Linked DNA regions of Arachis hypogaea: region 1 is linked to region 2. Evidence: chromatin contacts called from public Hi-C data. All regions are on one chromosome and are shown on one strand. The core of a region is the stretch at or near the end of the contact, and the rest is flanking DNA. Distances in the headings are between cores, read along the strand shown.

The links. Hi-C and Micro-C count contacts between places; a contact is called where the count stands out from the background.
Region 1: a Hi-C map of an unstated tissue shows a contact between it and region 2, with 4 times the contacts expected there. The contact joins the enhancer-like site here to the promoter of LOC112696048 in region 2. A contact is called at or near these places in 2 of 8 Hi-C or Micro-C datasets (leaf and an unstated tissue).

What each region holds. Positions count from the first base shown.
Region 1 is chr6:12,032,946-12,038,193 of arahy.Tifrunner.gnm2.J5K5, forward strand. No RefSeq gene overlaps it. Among protein-coding and RNA genes, the nearest start is that of LOC112696049, 23 kb to the right of the region's middle. Within about 2 kb of position 3,951, at least 2 of the 3 cell types and tissues checked have open chromatin away from gene starts, as enhancers often do.
Region 2 is chr6:12,000,192-12,005,357 of arahy.Tifrunner.gnm2.J5K5, forward strand. LOC112696048 (G-type lectin S-receptor-like serine/threonine-protein kinase SD3-1) reads right to left here and starts at 3,420. Exons shown (of 2, transcript XM_025748631.3): 1 at 2,265-3,420; 2 at 1-2,085. The coding sequence starts at 1,979.

The DNA of each region.
Region 1 (5,248 bases), core at 2,701-5,200, 33 kb after region 2:
GCACGCGCGTATATACGCACGGTCTCTTCACTCGCGTCTACTGGGAGAACCCAAAACCTCTCATGGAACCATGTGTAGCACACCGTCATCTGCTTGACTTTATTCTGCGGCAGTAACTCGCCAAACTACTCACGAAACCATATCCATGCGGGTCTTCCGTTCTCCATCAGATTCTCAAAGTCAGTCAGGCACCCACTAACGGCCTCCCCATCGATGGGCAAACCCAGCTGATATGCCACATCTTGTAAAGTGATGGTGCACTCCCCAAACAGCATGTGAAAGGTGTGGGTTTCAGGACGCCACCTCTCAACGAATGCGCTAAGTAGAGGCTCATCAACCTAGAACCACTATCTGTTCAGCCTAGCGAGGTGATATAAGCCAGCGGTCTCCAGATACGGTATAATCCAATCGTGTAAAGGCATATTCTATTGTCTCTTGACACCGCTAATAACCCTAGTAGGCTGCAAAATGTGGGTAAGAAAATCCTTAACATACGACCAATACTAATAACAACAAATATAATTTAAAAAAATTATTATACACCCACATTTGTTTTCTATTTTCTCTAATGATAGTAATAACAATAATGAAACAATAACAATAATAACAATACTAATAACAGGAATAATTGTACTAACAATAACAATAATAATAATAATACTAACAACTCTCAATACTAATAAAAATAAAATTAATAATAATAATAACAATTATCATAATAGTAATAATAATAATAATACTAGCAACTCAGAATAATAATAAAAATAAAAGTAATAACAATAATAACAACAACAACAACAACAACAATAATAATAATAATAACTAACCTCTTGGTCGATGTATCCAGCCACGTGCGCAACGCCATTTAGTCGATACATGCGAGCTTCGTCCTCCATGGCTCCATCACCTAAATGGCACCAAAACCTTAAAGCCTCTCCCTCAAACTCTCTCAACCTCCCAGCTTTAACAAATTTTGGATTGACACAAATGATAACCGTGATGACTATCCACGGATTATGTATTTATACTACTCTAAGCATAAATCGTGGTAGCCAAAAGGGTTTTATGCTCACAGTTTTTTCTTCATAAACCATGGTGACCAAGCACGGTTTCTAGGTAGCAATTTTTCTTCATAATCCGTGGTGAGTAGCCATGGTTTATGCTCAAAGTTTCCTAAGTGAAAACCGTCAAAGCCTCCCACCGTTTATGCACAAATTAAAAACCGTTGTTAGCTCCCACGGTTTACATAGTAAACAAAAAAAGACACTCACGTAAAGACTTTACAAATGTTGCATTCAGGTAAAGGTTGTTGTGACAGCATTAAAGATGGGTTCAATTGATTACAAGAACAAACAACCTTCTTCCACAACGGGTAGTCCTCCTTAGAGAATCGCCACCACCACTTGAACAGAAGCGACGCGTTCCTGAGTAATGCATCCCCGACCCCCAACCCCCAACCCACCTAGCTTCTTAGGAGCTTGAACCACCTCCCATTTCACAAGCGGTATACCATTATTCCCATCTTCTTTACTCCACAGAAATCTTTTTTGTAGTCCAATTATCTTTTTTGCAACCGCTTTTGCCATCTTATACAAGCTTAAGCAGTAAACTGGAAGGCTATTTAGAACAGATTTGATGAAAACCAACTTACCAGCCTTGTTAAGAGATTTAGCTTTCCATAGGCTCAACTTATCTTCCACCTTGTCTATGATCGATTTCCAGGTCTTCACCAACTGAGGATTTGCGCCTAAGGTGATTTCCAAGTACCTAACCGGTAACGCAGCTTCGGTACATCCCAACAGACCACACATATTAGTCACCCATGCCTTCTCACAGTTGACTAAAATCAAGCTTGACTTGTCATAGTTAATACTCAAGCCAGACATTAACTCAAAACAACGCAGGAGTCTCTTATAATTCAACACTGTCTTCGTATCCTGAGGGCAGAACAACATCATGTCATCTGCGAATTAGAGATGCGACAGCTCTATGTTGTCTCGTCCCACTAGCAATGGAGAAATACGTCCATTCCTTACTGCCTCACCCACCATCCTATGCAAAATGTCAACGACAAGAATAAAAAAAAAGGAGAGAGGGGATCTCCTTGTCTGAGTCCTCTCTCCATCTTGAAAGGCTTGGATAGTGACCCATTAATCAACACTGACATAGACGCCGTGGTCACACATTCCTTCACCCATGTCCTCCATCTAAGACCAAAGCCCATCTTCTGTAATACTATATCCACAAAACTCCATCTCACCCTGTCATAAGCTTTCTGAAAGTCTAGTTTGACAATTGTCGCCTGCTTCCTTCGCAGCTTTAGCCATTGGACCGTCTCACAAGTGATGAGAGCACCATCATGTATTTTTCGGCCCTTTACAAACGCAGACTGGGTCTCCCCCACTAAACATAGCATCACTGGGCGCATTCTTCTTACCAGCACTTTTGATATCACCTTATAAACACAACCAACCATACTAATCGGTCTTAGGTCTTTGATTTCTTTGGCTCCCACAAACTTTGGAGTTAGAGCCACCCAAGCTACATTAGCCTCTGTTGGTAGCTTCGCACTCTGAAAAAAATCCAACACAGTTGTAGTAAATTCCTGGCCAATCTCCTCCCAACATTTCTTTATGAAGTTCATATTATAGCCATCACTACCCGGAGCTTTACTTAATTCACAATCCCAAACCGCCTCTCGTATCTCCTCCGGTGTTAACATTACCTCTAGCACTGCTGCCTCTTCCTTCTCAATCTGTTTTACCAACCCATCACGGATGCCAATAAAAGGAGCATGTTCCTGCCGATACAGATCTTTATAAAATCTCGTAATCGTAATCTTTATTCTGGCCTGATTTTGCACCAATCTTCCATTAATGTACTAACCATCTTTATTCTGCTCCTAACCATCTTATAATGTACTAGCTTTTTTAGCTTAATCTAGTAGCGTATTGCTTTGGACCGCATTGTTCCTGGTACGGAAAAAGGAGTGAGAAACAAAAGTTTTTCATTAGTTTATCTATATGGTGTCATTGTATCAATCTCCAATCACTCTGAATTTTAAAATGAAACAATGATAATGCAATGTTCTTCCATTATTATTTTCAAAAGACTTTATTAGTTGGAGTAGTCGTGACTTTTAGATGCTTCTCATGTTATGAGATACGTGACTCATAACAAAATGCCCATAACGTTAAAATATATAAAATGCAAACTTATAAACTTTGATTTGGTGTTCTTGTAAGCCATAAAGTAATGCAAAATAAAAAAGAGAAGAATAATAACATTGGCATAAATAAAATGAACTTTTGAATAAAATAATGATAATAAACATAATCATAAATCAAACAGAAATAATCTTTGAATAAAAAAATGATCCTTAAATAAAATAAAAAAATTAAACATAATCATAAATTAAACAAAAAAAATCTTTGAATATAAAATGACCTCTGACTAAAATGAGAATAATAAACATAATCATAAATCAAACAAAAAAATAAAAGAAGAATAATCATAACCACATATTGGTACTATATACATGCATTTGCCGGAGTTTAATTTGAGGGAAAAATAATGATTATTCTTAAATCATGGTACCCAATGTTGTTTTAGCTCAAACGGAAATTGACATTTTGAAATTTAACCGATGAAGCAGATGTTATCAGAAATGAATTAAATGGAAGTTATGTCCTTGAAAGTTGAAATGATGATACGAATTTTAGTGAATGGAAAACCAAACAGAAGCCTAGGAAGTAGGAAGGAACTAAGGTTCCCGTGACCAAAATCGTAACAGCTTTTAATAAAGTTTATTGATATGTCATTGTTGTATCTTTGTCCATTCCGTGGCGGCTCCATTCTCAGTTTCCGTATTTTTCTATTTGGTTTTCTACCCTCAGAGAGGTCCTAGAACCTTCATTGACTCTTCTTTTGTGTTTCATTTTTTTTAATCTGAATTGACTTTTCTCTTTGGTTGGGAATAATAACAAAAAATCTGATCAGTTTAGAGAGAGAGAAAGAGATGGTAGGTGAAAAATAAAAAAATTAACTTTAAAATATTATTGATTTATGTGTAATATAATTTGCTTTTTGCGATTGCAAAAAGGTTTTTTTGCAAATTGTAAAAAAAAAATAATGAAAAGATTCTTGCACATTGCAAAAAGAAAAGAAAATAAAAATAAAAAATTCTTGCGGATTGCAAAAAGAATTTTATATTCATATCTAATTTTTTTTAGACAGAAAAATAATTTTCTTTTGTCAAAATGAAAAAAAAAAATTAAATGTGCGGGCTAGATATGTTTTGGGCTTGGCTGGGAGTAATGCTGGGCTTCTAGGCCTTTCATAACACATGCACTTGGCCCAATGTTATGAAGATAAAACAATATCTTAAAAAAATAGCAATATGCTTCTTTATTTCTTTAATGATTTTTACCTCCTTTGATTTGGAGTTATGATTCTTCATATCATACTCCCTTTCTTGATTAAAAAGAAAAAGAAAAACGTAAAGAACAATGTTGTTCAATTGTTCTCATTGATAACACACTAATCAATATTTTAGTGGAATTGCACATTATAAAAGCTATTAATTAATTTTTGGATAATTGACCTCTCACTTTCTTATACATGTTGCAACTATCATCACTTTAATCCAAATATGTCAATGTTATATGGATTCAATTGGCTTGTAGAATTAAATGAATGAATATATGCTTTCAATTAGACAACACTGTATGCTCCATTCTCCATTGTTTCATCAAGATTAGATGTGACTTAATTAATTACATCTACTTTTTTGTGACACTTATGAAAGCTCATATCAACAAGCACAAAGTCAAAGGAAGGAAAAAGAAACGGTTTGGGAACAAATTTAATATCGATTCGATTTGATTATCCTGTCTCCTATTCTTTTGTTTTTCACAATTCACATTGATGTTTTCTTCGGGTAACTTGAATTATATGGGAAAATAGATATCTTCTATAGCGATATGTCTATAAGGGGGTGCCAAGTTCCCAAAAATAATTTCTATATGTAATCTTATTGACTTATTGTAACAGAAACGCTGAATAGCGACGATTGTTTTTTAAACCAATTTCGAGTGATTTTTAATTGGGATTCTTTAGCTTACGAGAGTTAATTATTTGCAACGATTTTCAGAAACTACTGGTATAACGGCCGCTAAATTGATTATGTATACTAGACAATTTTTGAGATATTATATCACTCTATTATTAGAGGTTGTTAAAACATTAA
Region 2 (5,166 bases), core at 2,170-4,669:
CCGGTCAACAAGGTTAGGACTAACATGCCAAAATCTGCTATGTCCCTCTCGGCCGAAAAGCCAGAGTACACAGCCTCGCCGTCTACTATTGCGAACCCAAATTCACTCACCTTGGCTTCTAAGTTCTCATCCAACATGACATTTTCACACTTCAGATTTCCATGACTTATAAACTCCCTGCATTCAGAGTGAAGATAATTGATGGCCTTGGCCACACGTGAGCAGATGTCAACTCTCTTTCTCCAAGTCAGTTTCTTGCAAAGAGGGGAATCGTCTATATAGTTCTCAAGAGAACCGTTTTTGACGTACTCGTAGACTAAGAATCTATGATTGAACTCACAACAATAGCCCTCCAGCTTCACAAGATTCCTGTGGTGGATGCTTCCAATCTTCAGAACAGCACTCCGAAACTTCCTGTCATCTATGGGTGCATTCAGCTCTTTAACTGCAACAAGAGATTTGTTTGGTAGCATGCCCTTGAACATATTTGGTCCAATCTGATCCTTGAAGTCTTCGGTGAGGCTCTTGATCTCTGAAAAAGATAATGCAACTAAGCCCTTTGAATTTGCACCTGCGGAAGCTAAACTTTCTTTCCTCCTAGTAGAAATTTTTCTTCTATAGATGTAGAAAACAATTCCAAGCTGAATGATAACAACAACGAAACATGTGCCTGAGGCTGCTCCTATTAAACAAGGAACACAAAATCTAGGAGCTTGTTTGGTTGGAGGTGTGCTTCCAAGTGTGGGATTTACTGCAAATGGAAATGAACATCTCTTAACAAATGATACCGAGCTTAGAGACGGATCTGAATAACCAGTGATATATTCAGATTTCTTTATTGAGCATTGGGGAACACCATCATTAGAAAAGGTTGCAACCGTACACCTTGAATCATTCTGGCACAATTGCATACATTGATGCAGGCTACTTATGATACCCGGACCATCAACAGGGTAAATTCCATATAGGTGTGTGTTCCAATATGTCATCATAGTGGAGCCAGGTTCACACTTCTGTTCATATGGAACCAAACAGGTCCCGGTGTCGGTCTGCTCGAAAGGGCACACACAATCAGCAGTACCTGAGGGAGACAAAACACAGACCCCTTGTTTACCACAAGTTGCAAAAACCTTGCACTGATTCTCAACAGCTTGCCAGACAGATCTCCATGACTGTGAAGCCTCCACCCATGAATATAGGCGGAGATTGCCATCGACATCTATCCTAAGAAATCGGTAGTTCACAGATTCATTGTGGTCTTCCCCAAACACACTCCAAACAACATTAGAACTGTTGTCTAAAAGTTGTAGAGCTCCATTGTTTGTCAGATATGCAGTGAGATTCGAAGTGGAGGGGCTTTCGCTTATCCAGTAGGGAATATTACTTTCCCAGCGAAGCATTAGGTGTCCTGAAACATTCATGGAAAGAGTGTAGTAACTGGACACTAGATCCTTAGTGGCAGCACGAAGCGATTTATCACAAGATAGATACTGTCCTGGGAGAAGTGTATCATCTGGATCATCAAAACTTTGCCAAATTATCTTTTGCTCTCTGTCCATCAGAACAAGATTACCATTATCAAGAAGAGAAGCCGACACGACACCCTTGTTACTGGTGTTGCTGTTCCATGCTATCATTCCTTGATCATCAAACAGGATCATATCTCCATTTGTGGTGATTTGGAAACAAGACTTGTTACCTACTGCAGTCTGAAATCCAGCAGTCCACACCATTGTTTGTTGGCTGTACGGTATAGACTTGTTGTTGAATCGAATACCAATACTAAACTGGTTAGGTTCATCCGAAATGTTAAAGAACCCGACTGCAAAATTACCATTTTTGGAAACCCAGCTGCCATTGTCAACCACACAAAGCTTAGAACCTACTGGTATGTCAGCCCTCACAACAGGATATAGCAAGAAGCAGATGGATACACATAACAATAGTGGTGACCTAAGGTGAGAATTCTGTTCAAGCATATCTGTGTATGCTTAGATTGACAAATTAAGATGAATGATCCTTATTCCAAAAGTCACATCTAAATGTAAAGATATTGGTTTCCACCTTGGCAATTATACCAAACACCTGTAGAGGGATAATAAAAAATAAAGTTTAAGTAAAATGTCTTTGTCAAGCCCCAAGTGTGGTTCGGCAGTGCAATGATAAAAGCTCACACATGCATAGTATCTTTGAAAATTAGGCAAAGAATTGTCACAATTTCTAAAAGAACTACAGTGGAAGAGAAAAATGCTCAAGTATGGTACCTGAAAGAATAGTACTCCAAACTCCAAAGCTCAGAAATTCAATAAGCCACCACAGAATGTTGCCATGAACTTCAACATGATTGCAGTAAAGTAACTTGAAACTTCATAGGGTATGTAATCCATGTATGAGTTGTATATGCAAGGACAAAGATAGGAGACCCTAAAGTGGAAGCCTTTCCGAAAAAGATGAAATTTAGTGCCAAAAATTGGTACTTTATGCAGAGATGGGAACCAAGTCAAACCAAAGTGGAGCACATTTTGGAGAATGCAATCACTTTCTCAAGGTTCAAACTTGAGCATGAGCCTTGAAAATGAAACATCATAAGCATAGAGCAATTCCAATTTCCAACAAGAAGAGAACTTCAAAAAGGAGAATGCGAAAAAACACAACCTTTGAACTGACACAACAATGTTGATGATGGCTCAAAAGAGTTATCTTTCCATTTTTCTGAGCCAGAGAGAGATAAAGAGATCTGAATGTAAAATCCCAAAAAGGGGAAAAAGGGAAAGGGGGGGGTGTTGAAGCTTAGAATCAGAAGAGAAGAATATTGAACCTGAATGCAACAAATCTCATGACCCCAGATGAAAATTTTCTTCCTTTTTTTTTCTTTTTCCTCTGTATTTTATTAGAAGCAAACACAACTTAGCTGAAAGGGATCAAAACTGAAGACCAAAGAGGACAAAGAGGGAAGTAGCAGAAACACTGAGAAGCGAGAGATGAACACACGTTACAAAGAACAGAGTTGTTAAGTTGGTAATGGATTTGGAAAGGACATGCAATTGAGGAGTGTGAGAAGTGTGAGGGAAAATGGGGAGCTTGGATTTGTGGGTTCAGATTTGGAGAAGGAAAAATGAGCTATAAACGGTAAGAGAGAGAGAGAGAGAGAGAGAGAGAAGAACTGGGTTTTGTGAAATGTAGTGTGTGTGTGTGTGTGTTAATGTGAATGCGTGTGTGTGAAGTGGAAGAAGGATAAGAATACCAGAAAATGAGGAACAAGAGGAAGAGGAAGAAGAACAATTTTTTTTTTCTTCTTCTTGTTTTGGTAACTTGGAAGACTACGATTTATTAACGAAGAACATGAAGAGTGAAGCTAAAATTTTAGTTTGAAAAAACATAGATTTCATTGCCAGACAGCTAACAAAACATATCATTTTCTGTCCATATTTAGTTCATAAACATATTTAATACATAATATTACAAAATATATTATTGACTAATATTAATAAAATAATATTCAAATTCTTAATATTTTATCTTTTATATATTAATTAATTATTTTGTGTTAATAAGGTAGTAAGTTTAATTTATTTAATATTTAACTTGTGTATAAAAATGTTAAGTAAATAAATTATTTTTATAATTAAGATTAATTAAGTCTTTTTTATATGTCTTCTCTTTTTTCTTCAATTTATTTTTTATATAACAATAAATTGTTAGATCAATTTAATTAAATTTAATTATTAAAATAATTTGGTTATAGAATATTGTTATTTATGTATTAAAGTTTTCTAACAATTGTTACTTCTTGGCCTATTAGAACTAGAATATTGCGAGAAATTAAAAAAATAGTAAAAAAATTAAAAAGAAATTGAAAATGAAAGTTTTTTATATTTTTTATCAGTTTTAACTTTTAATGTAGTGAATAGATTAAAAAAATTAAAAGTTTTTACTTTTATCACCCCTTTTGTTTACTGTTCACTTTGGTTACAAAACCAATTCTATGATATCTATAAATTTTTACTTAAATTTTGCTTAATTTATTTTTTATAATAAATTTTAATTTTTTAAAAATTGTTTATTCTTATATCTTTTAAATTAAATAATAACTTTTCATTTTTTTAATAAATTCACACCACCTTTTAATCATGCACACTTTTTCAAGAACTTCCACTCTAAATTCTTCACTTTTGTGGTAGGTGTTAACAATTGCCCCTTGGTTTAACCCAAATTCATCATTCACTATTGATTAACTTTAAGCCACCAGAAAGGGCTATATATGATGGAGCTATGTATGTGTATTTATTCTAAAATAATTATAAGGAATTATTTTTTAATCAGTTAATATTAATTAATTTTTTATTATAAAACTATTTCTTTTAAAATATAGAATTTGTAATTTAGGATTTAAAATCTAAAACTAAAAAAAAAAAATTGTTGATATTAATTAAAAATTTGATTTCTTAATTAAACTCGTATAAATTATATTAAAGGCTTCTCATGATGAAGTTCTAAGTTAGTTGGGTTAAAAAAAAGGTGCTATTTAGATCATGACTACAACATATTTAAAAATATTATATTAAAAAAGAAGAAGAAATATTTCAAAAACTTCAACCTCAATACAAAATTTAGAGAGGCATTACTAAAAAAAGAAAGAATAATATGTAAAAAAAATAGAAAAGAAAAATAATAAAAAATTATCAAAAATATTATTTTTAGTTATAAACTAAATTTTTTTAATTTAATAATATATTTTTAGTTTATTTTTTAAATATTAATAATTAAAAATAATAAATTCAAATGATCTAGTATTTTAATATTTTTTAAATATTAATATGAATTGATGCACGGCAAGCTAAGCTTTTCCATTACAGCCTTTAAGACAAATGTACACGTGTGACCACGTGAACTAATTAAGCTAATATAGTTTATTATTACCCAGGAATAAATATATAAATTTCCCTCAAATCTCTGTACCATGTAGTAGTTGACTGAGGGTTATGGTATAATTACTATTATATTATACTAACCTCTTTTTAACACCAGCAAGATTCTTATTATATGCATATCATAAAATAATGATATGGGGTGTTAAATTAAGATCATTATTAAATTGCTATAAAGTTAACCATATGAAACAAACCTATGGAATTGGCTAGACAAATAATCCTAGCCAGCTACACT